Linked DNA regions of Mus musculus: region 2 is linked to region 1. A link is a contact called in public Hi-C data. All regions are on one chromosome and are shown on one strand. The core of a region is the stretch at or near the end of the contact, and the rest is flanking DNA. Distances in the headings are between cores, read along the strand shown. Region 1 has its middle 22 kb from the start of Gm30782. Region 2 overlaps Sh2d6 (SH2 domain containing 6).

Region 1 (6,326 bases), core at 3,251-5,750:
TTGTTTGGTCAGTCTTGTCTACCCATCTTCCTGCCCCTCCCCCACCACCACCCTGATTACGGGGCATGCCCAGTTCACTTACCAGACCTCACAGCCGACCCCACCCACCACACCCATCCCAGACAGCACTCCATCCTCATGCAATGAAGGCTTGAGGACCCAGGAACCCAAACTAACCTTCCTTGGTCTTGCGTTCTGAGCAGAGCTCCCAGCTCCCCTCAGTTGCCTGAGGCAGCCACCAGACAGGCCTGCTCAGGGGAGAAGGCTTCTGCCAACAGAGCAGGTCAGAGAGGACACTTAGAAGGGCTCCTTCTGGGGCTGCAGAAATGACCCTGTGGTTAAAGTGCTTGCCTGGAAAGTGTGAGAACTGGAGTTGAATCCCCAGGGCCTATGCGGTGATGGTGACGGCTCACCTGTAGTTCCAGCCACTGTAGGCAAAGCAAGCTGGCTGTTGAGATTAACCATGCCTTCAAGCTCTGCGTTTGATTGAAAGACCCTGCCTCAGTGAGTAAGGTAGAGAAGTGAAGGATGACTCCCAAAGTGCCCCCCCACGCACACACCAAGAAGGGAAGGGGAGAAGGGCTCCTACTAATTTGATTACAGCACGTGGGAAGAGTATACAGGTTAGGAGAGGGGGAGGACTCAGTTGACCAAATATTTGCCTAGCACACACAAATACATCCACACCACGTAAATGGGGCATGGTGGCACACATTTGTAACCCCAGCACTCCCCACCCCTATACACACAAAAATAAAAGTTTTAAAAAATTAGAGTTCACTTAAGACCAGCCTGGGCTACACAGCGACATCTTGCTTCAAGGCATAAACCAGTAGATCAGGATATCTGGTCTCGATAACCCAAGGCAAACGGTATTGACAGCTCCTCTGGGTGACACCAATGTGCCGCCACGTTGAGGGCATACCTCTCTCATTTAGATTTTTTCCAACAAAGAACTTGTACTGCCTGCAACTGATGGCCTATTGGCCCCGCATAAGCACCTGTGGTGTCTTACGTGGAGAGTGACCTTCTTTTGGTTAGTTATGTCTCGGCCCTAATTTCTCACTGTGTTGCCTAAGGGGGTTTTCATGACCAGGTCAGGACTTTTTTTTTTTTTTTCATAGAATTCTTTCCCTAGCTCAGGATTTCTCATCTTGGTATTGTTTCTGTGGGGAAATCAATCCAGTTTTTATCTTTTCCACTTACACCACCTTTTCCTAGAATATAACCTGCTATGAATTCGAACAATACCTGCTTTCTTTCTTTGCCTTGCTTATGAATGTGCAAGTGTGGGTGTGAGAAAAGCCAGAGTTCCCTGGGACAGGGCAGGGCCCCAGGCTTGGAACAGCTTGGGAAGGGGGTGGGGGTGGGCTGGGGTCAGTGCCCAATGTGGGGAGCTGGGCTATTCTGACCCTCAGCGGAGGGTGCCTCGCCCTTCATCAGCACCACCAGAGTAAGCTGTGCTCTGGGTGTGTGAGTACTGCTTCCATTTTTTTACCTCCTGAATGCCTTGCTGAGGTAGAATCCAGCTGACCTCCTGGGGCCTGCTGGCTTTGCAGACAGAAATGTAACTGCTGTGGGTGAGCTGGTGCTCCTACAGAAGGCCTGGGCTTGGTTCCTTGCACCCACATCGGGTAGCTTACAACTGCCTGTAACCCCAGTTCTAGTGAATCTTGGTGCCCTTTTATGGCCTCCAAAGGGATTTGCACCCACATGGGGTCCATGCAGACAACCAGGCACCCACCAGACATGTAAAGTACATATTTAAAAAGAAAGAAAAGGAAAGGAGGTGACTACAGACTCCTCTGTGCCCCAAGACTGTCAGGTGTCAGCTCTCAGAATCCAAGGCCCCGCATCCACTTCTGCTGGCAACCTCCAAATACCTCTAATAGGTCTGTAATGGAGGGGTGGGGTGGGGTGTGTGTGAAAGGCTGATGTCTATCCCCAGATCAACATTGTGTGTGGGATAACCAGGGCGTTTATGTGCCATCGCTGAGAGTTTGGTGTCAATGGCTTAGAGAACCAAAATGTTGCTCTTCAATGCCCCGCTTCAAGGCCAGGAGGATGGCTCAGTGCTTAAAACACTTGCCATATATGTCTGAGGGCCAGAGTTTGGGTACTCAGTGCCAATTCTGAGTGTCTGTAGCAACCTGCCTATAATTCTAGCCTCCAAAGGCAGGTTGGGGACCCCCAGACAAGATGGCGGGTAAGACAAATTATATCTTCAAAGCCCTGGGTCTGACTGGAAACCCCACCTCATTGATTAGGTAGGTATCTTAGTCAGGGTTCTCATAGCTGTGAGAAGACACATGACCAAAAGCAACTTGGGGAGGAAAGGGTTTATTTCAGCTTCTGCGTCCTAATTATCATTCATCAGGGCTAGAACCTAAGGCAGGAACTGACGCAGAGACCACAGAGGACGGCTGCTTCCTGGCTTGCTCCTCGTGGCTCATTCAGCCTGCTTTCCTATTGGGCCCAGGACCATGGGCCCAGGGTTGGCACCATCTCCAGTGAGCTGAGCCTCCCCACATCAATCATCAGTCAAGAAAATGCCCCACAGACTTGCCCACAGGCCAGTGTGGAGAGGACATTTTATCAACTGAGGTTCCCTCTTCACAAATGGCTTCAGTTGACATAAAACTAGCTAGGCCAGTGGAAGATGGGACCCAGCATCAGACTCCACCCTACACACGTACGGGCACACATACATACATACATACATACATACATAGAGAGAGAGAGAGAAGTAAAATCTTTAAAATGGCCTCCTAAAGGAGTTAGACATTTTTCTATATTAATTGTTGGCAAATAGATTGTAGAGTGTCTTCATTGGAATTCTATTTATTTGCTTGTCTTATGTTGTTGTTGTTATTGTTGTTTTGAGGCAGCATCTCATGTAGCACAAACTCAAACTTGGTATGTAGCCAAATCCTGATCCTCTTGCCCCAACTTCCCAAGTGCTGGGATTACACACAAATTCCAGTACACTTTTATGTAGGAGTGTTTTGTCTGCGTACATATTTATGCATCACATGCATGCAGTGCCCAAGGCGGCCAGAAGAGGGTATCAGATCTGAAATTGGAGTCTTGGGTGTTCATGAGCTGCCGGTTAGGGGCTGAGAATCAAACCTGGGCCCTCTGCAAGAGCAGCGGGTGCTCTTAACCCCTGAGCCACCTCTCAAGCCAGGAGTTTGGATCATTTGAAAAAGCTTTGGATGTGGGCATGCTCTGTCCGGAGACGGTAACTCCAGTCCTCCCCTGCTCTCTCTCCCTGAGGTGGTTTCCTTGCCCACTCTCAACCCTTAGTTCCCATTTTGCCTCTTTGGGCTGTAAAAACTGCTTCGGCCACCGAGGAGCTAGAAGGGTTACCCTTGTTCCTGTGGGCTTGCGTCAGCTGGCCAAGCCTGTGGCTCTCGGGGCCAGTCACATTTATTCCCTAGAATCGAGGACTGAGAGGGAGGATCTCTGTGTAGCTGGGAGCACGTTCTGTTTCCAGAAGGCCTTGAAAAGCTTAATGCAGCCTTGTGAAGAGGCAGCATTGGGGTCATGGATGGGGGTGATCAAAATGGACAACTTTATTTCCAAGGAATATCTTCGCCTGCTGGGAGCTGGGTTCAAAACCTTACTCTCTGGTTCCATGCATCTCTCTCCAAGTCCTTCTACCCCCAGACTCCCCGGGTGGTCACCTGCCCTCAACCAACCTCGATGCTCACTGCCCTCCTACCCACCTTCCTGGCTGGAAACGTAATCCAGGCCCTTGTTGTTCCACCAGGACCCTTTCTGCCCTCCTCCTCGGGCCCCCACTGAAGCTCAGAGCAGCCGAAGGGGAAAGAGCTGGCCTCCTCCGCACAACTTCCCAAGAACACGGAGTCCTCCACCCCCATCTCCGGTTCCCACCTCAGCACACCGCCCCCTCCGCGCTCAGTCCAGAAGTGCGTTAGGACACGTTTGAGTGGACCACTCATGAGAACCATGTAAACAGTGGTTTCCTCACATTCCTGTCGCCTTTGTTTCTTAAGACTGAAGAGTCTAAACTGGAGAGGTCTCCCTCTCCCTCCCCATTCCTTGGCTCTTGCTTTGACCTTGGGGTTAGGGATGTGGCTGGCCTGGGTTGCTGGACTTACACATGGCTGGTTGACTCATGGTCTCCACTTGCCTCTATGCTGGTCTAGGAGTAAGAATTGTCTACGTGACAAGACAGGGCCCAGGCTACAACAGCAAAGTTGCACCCAGGGTAAGTTCTATGCCTGACCATTGTGCTGCCCTGACTCCGCACAGCCGCAGCCACAGCCACAGATGGCCTGCAGGACAAGCCTTCCAGCTCTGCCCACAACTGTCCCAGCCAAGGGACCTGGCTTCTCTTCTAGGATGTGGTGTGGGTCTCAGGGGACGGATAGAACAATGCCAGGCCCCTTATCAGCAGCTAATCCCGGCCTGGCCGGCTCTGGGACTTCCCTTCTCAGAAACACCGGCGCTTATTTTAACACATGGCTAGTTCATGTCTGACTCAGCCCTAATTGCAGACAGTGAAAAGACAATTTCTCCCTAGAGCCACAGCCAAGAGCAAACACCTTCAAGTCCTCCAGAAATGGGCCTGGCTTCCTTCTGCCTCTGTCAGAGGGCTCCTGGTGCCACAAAATGGAGGAGCCAGCCAGAAGCAGAAAGCCCAGAAAGAACTCCTCAGCTTCCATCTCTTTCAGGGTTCAGATCACCAAAGTCCCGAGAAAGCAGGCTCCAGTTTAGAGTCACTCAGCCAGGATGGGATTCCTGGGCCGGTCCCTGGTGCCTATCCTATGTACTTCTAAGTACTAAGGGTGTGTGTGTGTGTGTGTGTGTGTGTGTGTGTGTGTGTGTGTGTGTGTGTGTGTGTGTAAGAACTCTCAGACATTGTCCTTGAGGTTTGTCTCTGTTCATGTTTCTATTCTATACTTTCTTAGGACTTGTTTCCTCTCAGGGATCAAGTGGGGTACATCACAGCAGCAAGAGGGGGTCTCAGGTGCCCCAGGATTGACTTTGTCTAGAAGGGGGAAATATCATTAAGTTGGAATCTCCAAGTAGGCTGGGCACGGTGGTACAAGCCTACAATCTTAGCACTCAGGAAGTGGAGGCAAGAGAGTCAGAGGTTCAAGGTCAGCCTCAGCTACATAGTGAGCTTGAAGCCTGAGATACACGAGACCCAGTCAAAGGAAGAAAGAAAGGGAAGAAGGGAAGGAGAGAAGGAAGGAGGGAAGAAGAGAACCTCCAACCTAAAACAACTTGCTTAGGTGAGCAGGATGCAGGGGCACAGGTGCCAGTGCCCTCCAAGGACATCTGCAGCTCTGGAAATAGAAACCTAGGGAGGAATGGCCTCCAGAGCACGGCTCTACTCCAGGTTTCAGTGAATATTTGTACCAAACTCTAAGTGGGGAACAGGACTGGAGATGAAGCTTGGTGGTAGTATACTTGCCTAGCATGTACAAGGCTAGGGGTCCAAACTTTAGCACATGCACAGAAAGAGACAGAGACAGACAGAGAGACAAAGACAGACAGAGAGACAGAGGTGAAAATAGAGACAGACAGACAGACAGACAGACAGACAGACTCGGGGACTGCCTCTCAGTGCCCCCAGCTCAGTCCAGCACCTTGTTCTGATTCTTGTCATCTCAAACCCAGACTCTGGAAGCAGCTATTTGTGGTCAGAGCCTGTGCCTAACTTAAACTGCAGGATTTGGAAGCCAGAGAGTTCCTTGGTGATTCCCTCTGTCTAAAAGGGCTAGTTAGCCACTAAAGCAGTAGGACCCCTGTTAGCTGACATAGCCTGATCGAGAGCTATGGACACTAGTCCCTGGAACGATAGCACTGGGGGACCAGCCTGTGACAACAGGAAGTTAATGCCTGTGGCCCTTAAGACCAGGCTTTTCAGATCCCCGAAAAGTAGAAATAGAAGCCAGAGCTGCTGCTGCTGCTGCTGCTTCTTCTTCTTCTTCTTCTTCTTTTTTTTCTATTATGGTCAGAAGATTCCAGAACTAGGACAAATTTAATCCACATAATGTGTGTTCTGCTCTTCAGTCCAAAGATCAAATGGGCCTTCATTATCTGACTTACCGAGTGCATAACCAAATATTTCCCTCTTTTCTACCTTGAGTTGTGATAAAGGTCAACATTAGGTGTTTTTCATTAGCTATGAAGATGGGAGAGAAGAGTAGAAACTCTAAACTGATGTTTAAGGGGTCTGAGCTTCAGTAATTAAGACATAGCTTACTTTGTAATTATGCCCCCCCCCACACACACACACACATATGCGCACACACACACTATTCTGGTGTGGTCTTTTGTTATTGTTATTG
Region 2 (6,818 bases), core at 2,399-4,898, 230 kb after region 1:
TCCAGTGGAAACAGAGGCCTCCGAAGCCCTCAGGCTCAGGCCCAGAGCTTGCCCCGGCATCCTGGCCTCTTACCTGAGTCGTTCCAGGCTTTTCTCCACTCCCCCTCCCTGCCCTTCAAAAAGATGCAGTTCCCTGTGCATCCACCTAATACGTTCTCCTTTCAATAGATAGATAAATGTGTATTAATGGAAATCTGTAGCTCACATCTGGGAGGGCATTAAGGAAAAAGCACCATGTAGACCGGGGTGGTCTTGAACTCTCTGAAGTTTACCTGCCTTCTGATTCCCAAGTGTGTGTGTGTGTCTGTGTCTGTGTGTGTGTGTCTCTGTGTGTGTGTCTGTGTATGTTGTCTTATCAGAAAAAGAATGACAGTAGCCAGTAGAAACAATAATTATGATATATCTACCTAAAGTTTTCATGGGCCACAGAGAGAGATGATCACAACCAGGCTTTGCCTATTTATAGCTATAATTATTACTAGGTATTAATCATTTGGCTGATAGCATGTATCAGCTTATTTTACACACACACACACACACACACACACACACACACACACACACACACACATATATAGTTAAACATAATTAAATATTACTTTTTTTCCTTCTCACACCAACCCTAAACAGGCATTCACTGTATTCTTTTTTGTTTTGTTTTGTTTTTCAAGACGGGGTTTCTCTGTGTAGGCCTGGCTGTCCTGGAACTCACTTTGTAGACCAGACTGGCCTCAAACTCAGAAATCCGTCTTCCTCTGCCTCCTGAGTGCTGGGATTAAAGGTGTGCACCACCATGCCCGGCTCTGTTTTCTTTTTCTTTTTTTCACTCTTCTTTTGTTTATTTTTTGAAACACAATTTTCCTGTGTAGCCTGGTTGTCTTGCTACTTGCCCTGTAGACCAGGCTGGCCTCAAACTCAAAGATCTGCCTGCCTCTGCCTCCCCAGTGCTGGGATTAAAGGTGTTGCTCCACTGCTGTCTCTCTCTTCTTTTTAATACCCCTCCACACACACCACCATAAAGCTGAGGCTGGCCACAAACTCAAGCTCTTCCTACCTCTACCTCTTGAGCTCCTGAATCATAGGCATGGGTCAGCACACACAGCTTCACTGACTGTTTTCAAAGAGGAGGGCTGGAGCTGCAGCTCAGTGGTGCAGTGCTTATCTAAGCATGTACCAGGCCCTGGGTTGGCTTCTCATCGATGCATGGCAAAGAAACAAATAAAGCCAACATAACCCAGACTCTAATTGGGAAATCTCTGCATGCCTGTAATCTCAACTGCTTGGGAGGCCCAGGCAGGGGAATGGCAAATTCAAGCTTAGTATGGGCAGAATAACAAGAATCATCGCAGCAAAAACAGCTCTCAGTGTTAGATGCCTGTTTAGCATATACAAGCCCCTGGGTTTGATTCCTAGAATAAGCAAGGAGGGAGGGGAGGCAGGGGGTGACCGAGGTCAGGGCTACACAGAGGATGCATGGCTCAGCCACACTTGGACTCTTCTGTACACGTTCCTCTCAGGTCAGCTGCAAGCCTGGATGGTTAACTTAGATCACACTGGGAACCCAGCAGATGTGTTATGGCCTGGGCCATGGCTTTCACATCCTCCCCAGCCGCATACTTCCTGGGCTCACCTAGTCTTTCAGGTCCTCAGTAACAAACCATTTGGTATCTGTCACGCACAGTATCTCTCAAGGACTTGTTCTCTCAGCAGATGACCCTGCCTGGAATTTTCTAGTCTGGCCTGTTCACCTCAGGAAACGTGGTTGAGTGCTTGGCAGGGTCGGCAGTGGAAAGTCAAAGGCTTCCGTCTCCATGGAATTACAGAAATACCCGAAGCCTCCCACTCTCCCTGCATCTGTGCTGGCTCACTGATCTCTGCTGTAGGAAACTGGAGGAGTGCTCCCCCTGTGTCCTCTAATGCTCATACCCTCCATGCTCACACTCCTTACCAGGCCTCCCAGGTTCCTCCAGGCCTGCCCCTGCCATTTTTATTCCTTCACATTTAGAAAGGCAAAAAGCCTGGAAAGATGGGATGGTTGCCAGCCAGCTATAACTGTACACATTCATCTACTCAAAAGGAATTAACTACTGGCTAGTGACGTAGCTCAGTTGGTAGGGTGCTTGCCCAACATTTATGAAGCCCTATGCTTGGTCCCCAGTGTGGAACAAACTGGCCATGGTGACCCATGTCTATTATCTCAATGCTCAAAAGGTGGAGTCAGATGAGTCAGGAGTTCAAGGTCATCCTTAGCTGCACAGCAAGTTTGATGCCAACCTGGGCAACATGAAACCTTGTCTCAAAACGAAACCAAAACCTCAAAGTGTAATAAAACTGTTGTCTTTGAATTTAAAAAAAAAAAAAAAATAGAGCTTTAAGACAATCTTGGCTTGAACTTGCATGTTAAAATGAGTCCATATTGTCAGCTTTGAGGAACTTGGGATAGAATGAATTTTTCAACACTTGTCACCAACTGTCTTCATTGTCCTGACTATCTGATATGGGGATGACAGGTTGGTTCTGGGTGGGTGAAAGGTAAGTAGCAGGGACCAAGGCTAGGAGGAGGGAGAGGAAGGTGGGGAAGGCCAGAATGGGTTGGGTCCCAGGGAGAGAAGACATCTGGATACACATCTGTCAGCTAAGGAGGTGCTAAGCCAGTTCTGGGCCTTGCTCTTTTCTCTTTCAGTGTCTTTCTACGGTGGGAGGAGGCCGCAGCATGTGGAGGTCAGAGGCTAACATAGCCAAGATGGTTCTCTTCTTCCACCCTGTGTCAGCCTTGGCAGGAAACTGACCCACACACTGAACCAACCACCTTGATGGCCTGCTGTCCTAAGGATCATGCTCATTTCTGCCATGGGGGCTCTAATAATTAGGTACTGCCCACACTACCTGGACAGTTTCCCTGATTCTTGCAGGAACAATGAATGAAAGTTACCTCTTTTTTTTTTTTTTTCTTTTGTAATATGTATTGGGGGTTTGTTCTGAGACTGTTTGTACGCAGTTCTAAGTGGACTGGAACTCACTATATAAACCAGGCTAGCTAAGAACTACCTATCTCCTGCCCCAGCATGAAGTACCTTTGCAGCCAATAACAAAAGCGCTCTTAGTTTACCGATAAGGGAGTTCAGAACTCATTTAAAAGGCCTGAAAAGGCTTTTCTGTCTTCAAAGCAGATGAGGGCACCCCAAAGTGCCAGTGGCCCACATCCTAAGTCCGTAGGTGCCTGGAGAAATGGTAGGAGAGAGAGGCCATTTCCACTGCTTGAGCCTAGAAGTGGCCTGGGGTAAAAAGAAATGCTAGGCTAACAGGCCTGGCAGGCAGCAGAGAGTCCCTACCCTCCGCAGGCTGAGATCCCCCCACTCCTGCAACACTGGGCAGGTGCTGTCCATGATCAGACTCCTGGCTTGAGCCTGCATCCTGCTGGGCTTTATCAGTAGCAGTTAATTGACCCGAATTCTGGGCTGGTGTAAGAGAAGGGAGCCAGAGTGTGGCTCATGATGCGCCTCTTACGCAGGAAGGCCCTCACTTAAGCCTCCTAACCGGAGGTCGATGATTGGGCAGGGACAATTATCTTCCCATCTATTACAGCTCAGGGAGGGTAATCTGCCGGAGGGTGATGACGAACGGAGGCGACAGTGCACGCTCCCGCAGCCCACGTGGCCCGCCCCACCCCCTTCCTCGCCAGCAGATCCCTAGGCCCTGGCTTCCGCCCCGGACATCCCACAAGCCTCCAGGTCACGCCAGACTCTAGGTTCCCCAGGAGACGGTCCAGAGGTATTGGGGTGCAGCATGGCACCAGTGGGAACCGTGCCCTCCGTGCCAGCCCCCATGCCAGGCAGCCCCTGAGCTGCCCTTTGTTTCCCGGCCGCTGGAGACTTCTGCGGAGTCATGGTCACGTGGTGCTTCCGGCACGGGGTGTTCCAGGCTCCACGCCAGGGCCCGGAGACACCCCCGCCCTGGGCCAGCCTGTGGGTTGCTGGCTGCCAGCCCAACCCGGAGCCCCTTATTCCCGCTGGGCCCACGTCCTGCCAGGCAGCTCAGCTTTGGGTCGCAGAGCCTCTACCATCCACTGGCCCAGGCTCCCAGCGCCTTTATTCATCCTCTAGGCTTTCATCCAGACTGTCTCCTGGGGTCCTTCCTATAACGCTATAAAGCTAGACATCAAATGCTTACCATCAGCCTCTCTCTCCTCCAGAAACCTTGAGCCTCCTCCCCCCTTCCTTGCCCACGACCAGCAAGCATGAACAAAGGTCAGTTTATTGGCCTGGCCCTTCTCCTTGGCAAAGAATTTAGAAGAATTTAGAAGAACAAAAGCCCGAACCCTTTCCTCTGCAGTTTAGCCTACGAAATAGACCCACACAGCGACATTACTCCATTCCTCTCAGGAAGTATAAGGCCTTCTGGGGAAGGCCGCTATTCTCAGCATACTCTAGAATCCCTCCCCTATGCTGTAGGGATAGCTCAGGGACTATACAACCATTATTGCTCTTCCCAGCACCTACTTTTGGAAACTTACACCTCCTGACCCCCTCGTTCCAGCTCCAGAGTATCCGATGAGTCTGTCCTCTGTGGACATAGGCACTCCCATGCACGTGATCACACACAGTTGTACCTACTATAATACTCAAAAAGGTGTGTGTGCGGTATTAAGAGAGAATTCAGTCAGTAAATGTTTATTGAAAGTATACTGTGTGCTGGGAACCTAGTTCCTCCCAGAAGATGCAAACCACACACAAGAAGTCAGTCTAAGGAGAGGCAGTGTCTCTGAGGAAGCCAGCCTCCCAGGTGGCCATCTTCATGCCTCTCAGTTTGAACCTGCAGAGCTTTTGGGGTGGAGGAAGGCAGGGAAAAGAAAACAGCCTAAAGTGGGAGAGAAAGTGAATGGGGCACACATCACGTGCCTGAGGGGGATCTGTGTGCTGCTGTTTCTTCAGGGCTTGGTGGGGAAGCGCAGGTAGGTGAGTCCCCGGTTGCCACTGTGTCCGTCCACAAGGGGCAGGGGGTGCTTCGTGTAATGCTGAACCATGGCGGCCACAGAGGAGAAGAGCTGGATAAGGCAGGCAGGGCATCTGTGGGTCCCTTAGGCTTCAGTCTGCCAACAACTTTCTAAGGCAACTGTAGGGCCTGGCAGGGGAGCTGGCTGGCATTTTTCTAGATATTTTTTCTTCCCCCCACGCTATGAGACTGAAACGCCGCTCTGCTGTCTGGTTGTGAGCCTGCCACTGCACCAGCATGCTATGCTATTGGCCAGCCTCGGGCTTCCAGAGCTGGGCGAGAACTGCTTTAGGCCTGGTCCTTGGCTGTGGCCTCTCTCAATGGAAGCTGAGTGGTGGGCAACTGTCTAGGTCTGAAGCCAGTTGCTGGGGAGAAAGGTCCTTGGAGATTTCTGCCCTCCTCTCAGATGGTCTCATTGCCCTCACCTTGACCCTATGAAGACTGAACCATGGCACACGGAAGTCCTTCCCAGAAAAGATAGGCCTCTTTTCACAGTGCCAGATGTCTGGGAAGATGTTCCGGCCTCTGGCTACACACACACACACACACACATACACACACACACACACACACACACAGCTTTATTTTGTTTTTAAACACGGTCTCACTGCGTAGTTCCAGCTGGTCTAGAACTAAAGAGATCCATCTGCTTCTAGCTCCCAAGGAGTAGGATTGAAGGTGAGTACCACCATGCCTAGCTACCTTGTTTATTAGGATTTTTCTTTTAATTTTTTTTTTTAAATAGGTACGAGTGTCTTACCTACACGGATATATGTGCATCTCATGCATGTGTGCTTACAGAGGCCAGAGAGGGCGCTAAGACCCTCAGAACTGGGGCTATAGACAAGTGTGCCGGCCATGTGGGTACGGGGAACCCCAGTTCAAACCAGTGAGTGCCATCTCTCCAGTCCCAACCTTGTCTTCTGAGACAAGGCCTCTCACTGACTTGGATACCTGTTTCTCAACCTCCCAGCCCAAGATTATAAATAAACCTGAGCCACCTCTCCTGCCTTACTTTACCCCCTGAGGCTCTGGGGGTAAAACTCAGACCTTCATATTGCAAGGCAGGCACTTAGAGACAGAACTACCTCAGAGGCATTTCTGTTCAAGCCAGGGTGAGGGAGGGAAGCAATCGGTGTCCCCCACCCCCCGAAAACACACATGCTCCAGGCAAGGCCCAGGGTGCTGCTCTTTGACCCACCTCGGTGATTGGCCCATGACTCATCCGGTACCCACCTCCTCATGATTCCTGCCCTCCCGACCCAGGGCATAGTGGTGCCCACCGTCCAGTTGCCGGATGGGAATGTTGAAGACACGGCCTCTGAGGAGTACTGCCAAAGTGAAGGGCTGGGAACTGTGAGGCCCAGAGCTGAGGCGCACCGTGTAGGCCCCATCCTGTGGAGGAGACCCCAGCCATGAACTTCATCTTAGTTGCCTAAGGCCAGCTGACTAATTATGTGAAGCGCCTCCCCCGCCCTTACTGCCAGCCTCATCAGGCATGGGCAGAGACTAGAGGACTTTCAGAGAAGGCCAAGAGTTGACAGATGCCCACCTTTTGGAAGTGAAGCAGGGCTCTCTCAACAGACTGACGGTCACAGTTTCCAGAGTACCAAGGCTGACCCAGCAGACTACCATTCTGTACAATACACAGAGCTACTCAAAGAGACACCCAAGTGCTGAGCTGCTCATGGCGAGCAGAGAACCCTGGGGTACAGTTATTTGTGTTTCCATCTGCCAGCCCCAGCCTGAGTCCTACAGGCCAAACCAAGTAGTGTCTGTGCCTGGGGTGCAGCACGGGGACGGGGGAGCTGCACACCCGGTTAAGT

Evidence for each region. Hi-C and Micro-C count contacts between places; a contact is called where the count stands out from the background.
Region 2: a Hi-C map of pre-megakaryocyte-erythroid progenitors shows a contact between it and region 1, with 5 times the contacts expected there. The contact joins two enhancer-like sites. A contact is called at or near these places in 5 of 484 Hi-C or Micro-C datasets (B cells, Th1 cells, embryonic fibroblasts and 2 more) and 2 of 115 datasets of contacts at active chromatin or transcription factors (embryonic stem cells and pancreatic cancer cells).

What each region holds. Positions count from the first base shown.
Region 1 is chr6:72,273,276-72,279,601 of GRCm38.p6, forward strand. No RefSeq gene overlaps it. Among named protein-coding and RNA genes, the nearest start is that of Gm30782, 22 kb to the left of the region's middle. Within about 2 kb of position 4,501, at least 82 of the 459 cell types and tissues checked have an H3K27ac peak or open chromatin away from gene starts, as enhancers often do. A contact at or near this core is called in pancreatic cancer cells and pre-megakaryocyte-erythroid progenitors, where this site is marked.
Region 2 is chr6:72,508,998-72,515,815 of GRCm38.p6, forward strand. It overlaps Sh2d6 (SH2 domain containing 6), which reads right to left. Exons shown (of 12, transcript NM_001374030.1): 10 at 6,545-6,628; 11 at 6,229-6,387; 12 at 4,644-5,044. The coding sequence ends at 4,928. Among named protein-coding and RNA genes, the nearest start is that of Sh2d6, 7.6 kb to the right of the region's middle. Within about 2 kb of position 3,649, at least 398 of the 459 cell types and tissues checked have an H3K27ac peak or open chromatin away from gene starts, as enhancers often do. A contact at or near this core is called in pancreatic cancer cells and pre-megakaryocyte-erythroid progenitors, where this site is marked.